Regions from separate parts of the Anser cygnoides genome. Here region 1 is linked to region 2. The links are chromatin contacts, called in public Hi-C maps. All regions are on one chromosome and are shown on one strand. Each heading gives the region's core, a stretch centred on a gene start, on an enhancer-like site or on the middle of the called end of the contact. The rest is flanking DNA. Distances are from core to core; before and after follow the strand shown.

What was found. Hi-C and Micro-C count contacts between places; a contact is called where the count stands out from the background.
Region 1: a contact with region 2 is called in a Hi-C map of liver, with 3 times the contacts expected there. The contact joins two enhancer-like sites. A contact is called at or near these places in 2 of 7 Hi-C or Micro-C datasets (both in liver).

The regions. Positions count from the first base shown.
Region 1 is chr2:82,964,221-82,967,929 of Taihu_goose_T2T_genome, forward strand. No RefSeq gene overlaps it. Among named protein-coding and RNA genes, the nearest start is that of KDSR, 6.1 kb to the left of the region's middle. Within about 2 kb of position 1,496, at least 1 of the 3 cell types and tissues checked has open chromatin away from gene starts, as enhancers often do. A contact at or near this core is called in liver, where this site is marked.
Region 2 is chr2:82,710,912-82,714,864 of Taihu_goose_T2T_genome, forward strand. The region is part of intron 1 of PHLPP1 (PH domain and leucine rich repeat protein phosphatase 1); the gene reads left to right. Among named protein-coding and RNA genes, the nearest start is that of PHLPP1, 56 kb to the left of the region's middle. Within about 2 kb of position 1,745, at least 1 of the 3 cell types and tissues checked has open chromatin away from gene starts, as enhancers often do. A contact at or near this core is called in liver, where this site is marked.

The sequences.
Region 1 (3,709 bases), core at 246-2,745, 250 kb after region 2:
CTCACAAGGCGAAGCTCCGGAGATGTGCAGCGTGCATTGGTCTGACAGAAGGTGTGACGCACTGTACCGCACACCCATCGCCTCGCTGCCTGCCCAGCCGCACTGCGCCCAGCCCCCGGGGACCTACTCCAGGGGAAATGCATTTTACAAACAGACGCACCACACTTGTGAGTTTGAAAATATAGTTGCACCAAAATCTCCTCCTCCTCAGGTGTAGCAAGTATGATTTTCTCCACTATTTACAATACCCAGACTGCTGGTTAAGAGTATGTTTTCGTTCCTAACAAAAAAGCGATTTTCTTCTAATAGCAGGCATGCTCCAGTCTTTATTCCAGAAAGCTTTCTCTTTGTGTTTTGCAGGTCTTCATCCTAAAATGGGGATGTAGAGCCGTTCTTACAACATTTTAAGATGTGATATATGTCACTCTCTGGCTTTCCATGCCTTCCCCCTGCAACCTTCCACCTCTCAGTGCTGCAGCACAGCCTTTCCTGCTTTGCCCATAGGATCAGATGCCACAGCCCCGGTCCCCCCTCACAGTTCCCCATCCTGTTAGCAGCTGCCCCCTTTCCCAGCTGCACCAGGGAAGAAAAGAGCTGCTGAGTGCACAAGGCAAGGACCTGCCATCCCGGGGGAGCAGAGAAGTGCTTTAACAGGGCTCCCTGGGCTTCAGGAGGGTGCGAGAGGAGATGCTGCCAGTGCTGAGCTTACTGTGGGGTGGCACCTACCTCCCTTCTGTCTGACATCAGGTTAGCTGGGTAACAAGAGGAAAGGGAGAGTCTTACAGACCTAGGGAGCCCCTCATCCCCTTGTTTTATAATACTGTGGTGCATATGGGTAATAATTTTTATTTTTATTTTTTTTCCATGAGAACAGCAACATAAAGATTACCAGGGTTTCCTCTCCTTACTCCCTGCCTGCCTCTCCAGGAAATCCACCGCTGCTGTGACAAGCAGCTAGCAGCTGTACGCTCTTCTTGTAGTACCATGGCAGAGCTTTAACACAGAATTTAGTATCTGGAGAAACAAGATCCTTGATCACTATGCTTTTAGGTTTTCAGATTGTTAATCTTGAATACACAGCCAAGGGAGAAGGCCTTTCCTGTCTGTTCTCAGTTACATCATTCAGGAATTATGACTGAAGCTAATCACATTGCTTCAGCACTATCTGCATCGTATTTTGCTTTTCTTCAGAGGCAGCCTCTCACCCATTAGCATCATTATTACCTGGCTGGATGTACATTCTCATGAATACTTTCACATTTTAGCCAGATGGAGCATTTTTGTAATTATACACCCAGCAGCTTATGGCCGGGTACTTTCTTTCTACCTGATTCCTGCTCAGCAATTTGGTTTTGAAGTTGCTCCCACCCAAACCTCTGCTAAAGGTACCACAGAGGTAATCTTTGAAGATTGACAGGTCCCAAACTTCATGAGTTTGATCTAGTTCTGGCTTAAGCTACCAGTTATGCTACCCCAAGCCATTCAGTCCAGCCATTTCTATTATGTGCATGTGACTGAATCTTATTGCAAAAGAACGAGTTAATGATTTGCAGTCCTGGCAAGCCTCTGGTTTCTTTTAAACTTAACTTTTGTAAGCGATGTTCTCAGGTAGTTTCAGTGCTTGTAAAGCTACTGCGTTACTCTGGAGATCTTTTTACCTCTGGTTGACAACATTGTCCATTTCTAGAGCTGCTTGGCTGCCCCCATAGCACCATGTGGTAAAACTTTATATACTCTCCCATTGCCTTTGCTTTGTAGCTGCACTCTTAAAAAAAACAAAACAAAAACTAGAAGAACTGAAGTTACTTCCTTCGGGTTCACGCCAGGTTCTCTTCAAAGCAATTCAGAGAACTTGGTTTGCTCAATCTTTTGACACGAATTAGGTCTGTTTCCAGTTCCAGGTAATGCACTTGACATACACAGCACTGGCAAGAGACTGGTGTTTGTTTCTTGGATAAAATTACACAACACGTGCCCTTGTTATCAGTCCCTGATCCATTATCTTTGGCATCTGCTGCACAGAAGCTGCTGTTATGCAATGGAAACTCAGAAGATCTCTTGTACTTCGCTCACTTCTCCTCTAACCCAAGAAACAAGTATAAAACAGCTCACTGAATGCAAGGAAACCTCCACCTGCAAGCTCTTCTCGCGATTGCCACAAAGTACTTCAGAGCTGCTTGCACTTCTCCAAGTCTGTTTCCATCCCCTAATGACACAGATCATTGCCATCCTAATACCAGCCAGTAAAAGCCCAGCGTGTATGGATTTTCCTTATAGCTTTGAATGGAAAAAGGGAAGAATCATGGAGAACATCAGCTTTTGTTCTGCTACATATAAGCTTGCTTTGGTAGAAAAGTTGAAGAAATATAGGAACATGCTTTGAAATAGGATTTTTAAAAGGAAACTGCTCTTTATCTTCCATTTGAGAGAAAAATGCGTGAAGGACTGAATAAGTTGAACGAAAAAAAACAAAAAGGAACTGAGGGAACTGCTTGGGCAAAAGAAGAGAGGGGGTGGAGAAAACTCAAAAGCAACAGGAAAAGGGCAGGCACAGATTGTCAATTAACTTCAGATCAAAGGAAAATCCTGATCAAAACCTCTCTCTTCTTCTAAGAGGCATCGCCCATTTCTAGTACCTGCTGCAAAGAAATGAGCATGCTTTAGATGCAGACCCAAGAGAACGAGCCTGATACCTGTAAAGCTTGCAGAACACTTTTCACAGCTGACACCCCAGGCAAAAAGAACCAGAAAACCCATTGTAGTGTAGTGCAGAACAGCAGTTGCGGTGGTCGTTCACTGGTCATTTTCCCTCTGTGCTGGCTGCGGGAGAGCTGCAGCACAGACCAGCATCTGTCACCCTGTGCACTTCTCCACAGGCACATTTCCCCCTTCATGACTGCCCAGGAAGTACCACATCATCTGTCCAAAACCAGCATAGAAGCTCCAAGAAGGTAGCTCCTGGCTGGACTGAGCCGATCTAAACCTCAGACGACCATGCACCTCTCAGTGCTAGCAATGCTGGATGAAGAAAGCTTTGCAGCACCTACCCCTGTAGCTGTTCTGCAGCTACACAAGTTTTGCCATCAGGCCACCTGCTTGTCTCTGTACTGGCAGCTGACACGTGCACCTTTGGCAGGAGGCTTTCAGGCAGGTGAAACAAAACATTTCTTAATTACAGCAGCAGAGCAAGGCTGGATCTGAATAGAAAAATCAACACCAAAACGAGAGCAGGTGTAGAAAGGGAAGAGTTGTCACTTTGCAGTTTGGTTGCACACAATTCATGGCTGTGATTAATTCATTAAAACATCAGAATTCCAACCGAGCTCAGGCTCAGCCAGGCCATTGTATCTGGCATTGTAAGTGGCCCATTTGGAAAACACAGCCAGGTTGTTTTCCAGCTTTTCTAACCTCTAACCTTAAAAAAAAAAAGCCTTGACAGGTAGGAATTTCCTGGCTACAGTCCATGCTCCAGCCTTTAAGCAGTGGGAGAGACGGGAAACGATCATTTGTAAAGTTTAAATTTTCACTTTTTCCTAGCTTTCTAGTGGGCAAACAATCCACTTGACTCTTCCAGAGCCTAAGTCACAGCTGTAACCATGTTCACTTGGCCTTTATAGTTCCTGTGTGAAATGGTGATATTTATAGCAACTTTCTCAGTCCCTCGTTTAGTTGACTCGTTATTGCTACAGTTCTTGCAGACACCTTGGTA
Region 2 (3,953 bases), core at 495-2,994:
GAACTCCTGAATGGCTTATTGCAGGATGCTTGAGTAACTCTGTTAGAAACAACAACCTTTGTGTTGGCATGATAATCTCTTTTATAAGAACAAGTGGCTAGGTTCTCTTCAAGAGAGTACTATTTTTGTTTCAGAGCAGTGGGATGTCAAGTCTTGGGGCAATGCTTAAAAAAAAAAAAAATTAAAAAGTGGGGGGGAAATCATCTGAACTTGATTATAATTGCAGGCTGGAAAATGTTATTTGGATGATCATCTGTGGATACAGAAGAGAGAGAGAGGATAGCACTGGGGATGCATGGTGATGCAGGAGGTGTATTGGGGGATAGATGAAACAGCTAATGGCCACATGTAGAAAGTTTGGCACCTTTCACCTGAAATTATTTAGGTTTGTGATAATTTACCCTTAAACTAATAAAGAAACAATGAATTAAAAGCCCTAAGTTTTAGTGCACTTGCTTTTTCACAGGCTCTAGGAAAACTTGTGTTAGTCCCATGCTGTGCAATCCAGGGGCTGGGTATTTTTCTGTTTTGTGAATTCAGACTTTTTTTAACCTTTTGTGTGCGTACTGCTGGTGCTACTCCTTTAGTAGAATAGGTAACATAGAAGATTGAGTAATGCTTAGACTGAATCCACTTTTTCCTCCACAGATTGGTGTAATACTGTTTGTGTGTCTACTGTAACATGTCACTTCTGATGTGTTCTGAGTGCTGGCTGACTCAGTAGAGGAGACAATAAAACCAGTTAACTTAGCATAAAAGTATGGGCATCAGTCATATCTACAGAATTTTACTAAACTGAAGTTCTCTCTTGTCAGTAAGAGTGGTACTGTTGCTTTGTATTCCTCTTGAAACTGAAGCCTCGTAACAAGACAACATACCGGATGGAGGCTGACTTTTCCTGGTTAGGTGGAAGCATGCAGCAGCACAGGAGCCTGCAGCATTCCCAATTTTTCCTGTCTGGTACGTCTCTTATTTTATTTTTGCCAGGGGTACATCTGCAGCAAGAAGCTATGTAAGTCCTGTACTTGGTAGCATCTTTTATCTGTCAGTGATACATGTAGGAGAAATAATCGTAAGTGGTTTTGTTTCTATTTTGTTTTCTTGGAGCATTGCTCTTCTTAAGCATAAGGAGAAAGTTAGGAGAGAACGCCAAATATTGTGTATTTGGCCTTACTCAACAGGAATATTATTTGCTTCAGAGTTGTGTAGGTAAAGCTGAAGGTGGCTTGATAAGGAGTCCTGTACTTTGAAAGGATAGACTTTCAGAATTCACTTTTTTTCATTATTGCAATCTTTTGGCCAAATCTGTCCCTGAAACTGCTGCTTGTAACATTTTTAGCTTTCAGCAGACTTCCTTTATGGAAGAGTTATGACTCTCTGATCCATCTCTGGGAAGGTTATATTTAGTCATGGGGAAACTGTCTGTTGCAACTATTTCCAAGAAACGTAAGAGTAATCCTGAGCTACTGTACTGGGGTTATCACTGTGACAGTTCCTAGTTAGGACTATTAAGTTTGCAAATAGATTTTGAAGAAAGTCTGACTGTGAGTTGAACCATATTTACTTTGCTCCCAAACAGGTTTTCCCCTAATGAGAGTTGGATGAACACAGCTGCTCTACTTGCAGCTTGTGTAGAAAGTTTTAAAAGTAATTTTGAATGTGGATTTCTTTTTTCGTAAAATGATGAATAAAGCATAAAATCTAGAAGGCAAGAAAAGCTGGGGATAGAAGTTTGCGTTTCAATCCAGTATCCTGAGGTCTAGCACAGTACATTCAGATCATTTCCATGCTCTCCACAAGCAAACTTTAGTAAGGGAACATGAGAATTTATTTTCCATGCATTAAATCCTCTGTGGTGAAAACTTAATACCACCTGTGGATTCAGAATGTCTTTTTTTGTATTAGCTTCAGAAGCCTTGGGAAAGGAGTACCTTTGTGCTTGTTACAAAGTAACTGCTTCTGGGATTAAAAAAAGAAAAAGTATAGGGATTTTTTTTTTTGTGTAGAAGTGGTCTACGTTCTTATTTTAAAATGACTAAGTTATGTAGATTTGGCTGTTTCAAATTGAGTTGGTAAGACCAATATCTCTTTCAGTTTAGACTTGGAAGAAGAATAAAGTGGCTTGATTAAGAAGCAAAGAAGTTAATCCAGTAAAAGCTAGGTGTTTGCTCTAATGATCAGGTGCTGGTGGATCGATGAGCTTGTTTTCCAAAGATGGTCAAATGATTTTGAAACTCTGTGAAGTCCTTGGACTCTTAACTGCCTCATGATTCAGTAAGACAAAACCTCATGACAGCTTCTAACTCATCACCTCCCTGGAGCTGAAATCTCCAAGTCTAAGTCAAACGTTCAGGCAATGCCCACTCTTTTTTTGGAGAAGTGGTTGGCTTTATCATCTTAGGAAGTTCTGGTTGGTTTGCAGTGCACTTTTCAGAGGTGTCTTACGGATGTTAGCACTTTTTTTTCCTCAAAGCTTTGCTAAATATTTCTGCTTCCTTTTTGTCTTGTGATGACAATTACAGCACTCTAGGTTCCTGACTGAGCAGTGGCCTAGTATTCATAATGGGTTTTGCATCATTTTTTCATAATTTTGCAGTAGCTTCAGGAAAACAATCTCTGCCATGTTAATTAACGGTGATCTTGTTTTTTATAAGCTTTACTTTACAGGACTTGGGTTGGTTCATTTCATCCTTGTAAAAAACATGAATGACTGCCGTAGTCAGCTTCTGGAGACAATAGTGAATTCATCCCTGAATCTAACAAAACCTGAGACAGAGGAATAGCGAAAGTGTTTATGGGAGGAAAATAAAAGTATTAACTAACCATAATCATAGGAAAAAGATTTCATTTTCCCTAAGAACAGAGGCTAAGAAACTTGTGTGAATGATTTTTGTTCAAATGCTGAGTTGTATAAATGGTTGAGTTCAGTTACAGTGCTTGCTCAAAGCCTCTCTATTTGTAAACAGTCAAGACAAGTGTGTGCTTTTATAGGAAAAAGAAAAATAATTAAAGTAAATGTGAACCAAAAGGTTTTTAAAGTCACCTCATGGATTTTCCCGCTATCTTAGCAATTCTCATGACAAATAGTTCAGTGGAGCAGCAAGACAAAATATGTCTAAACAGCTTTTTATGCTATGATTTAGTATGCAAAATGCAAATTGGATGAGGTAAACTACACAGTTCCTTTCCCTTAATTACATTCCAGGTCATTGGCTTACTTTGCTTCAAAAACCAGCAGGAGGCCAGTATAAAAACTCAGATTTGTGAGTCAGAATTTGAGCAAGACGAACTGGGGCAATCGGGAAGTGTTTGGCTTTTCTGCCGTGAAGGGGCATCTCTCCCTCCTGCTGTATTTCCTGCTAAATCTTTGCAGACCTTCCAGTGGTGTATGGATGTTTGGAAGTCTTCCTCTCGTCATCTGGATTTGATGGCAAAGCCAAAATATCAGTGCTAGCGTCCCTTGAAGTTGAAAGCAAGAATCTGTGTCCATAGTTGCCTTTTTCTTGTGTCGTCGAGCACGTGGCTCCCCAGCTTCTCATAAAAGATGCTTCAGCTGGTGGCAGCAGCACCAACCCCCTCCTTGAAACAGAGAAAGCATGCTTTTGGGGCCTGATCCTTCTCCCCATACACGCGCACACAAGTGCACATGAAGATGACAGCAGCAGTTCCCAGCCCAGTTATAACAGAGAACAGATTTGGTTATTTGGGCAGCAGTAGCTGCCTGAGCAGCTGTTCCCCATTTTCTTTGGGGAACTGGCACTGGCAGGGAGCTGGGGGGGGACTGAGCAAACTTGGCCTGCTCCCAATGCCACAAGATGCGTTTGCCAGTGCCGATTGAGCCTTGTGAGATTCCTGTGCGGGCAGAGTAATGGAGCTGCTCTGGGGACCTACTGGGTTCCCTGTGTCCCACAGAGTGCTGTGAGCTGCATCAGCCTTCTGGTAACCTTCTGGTA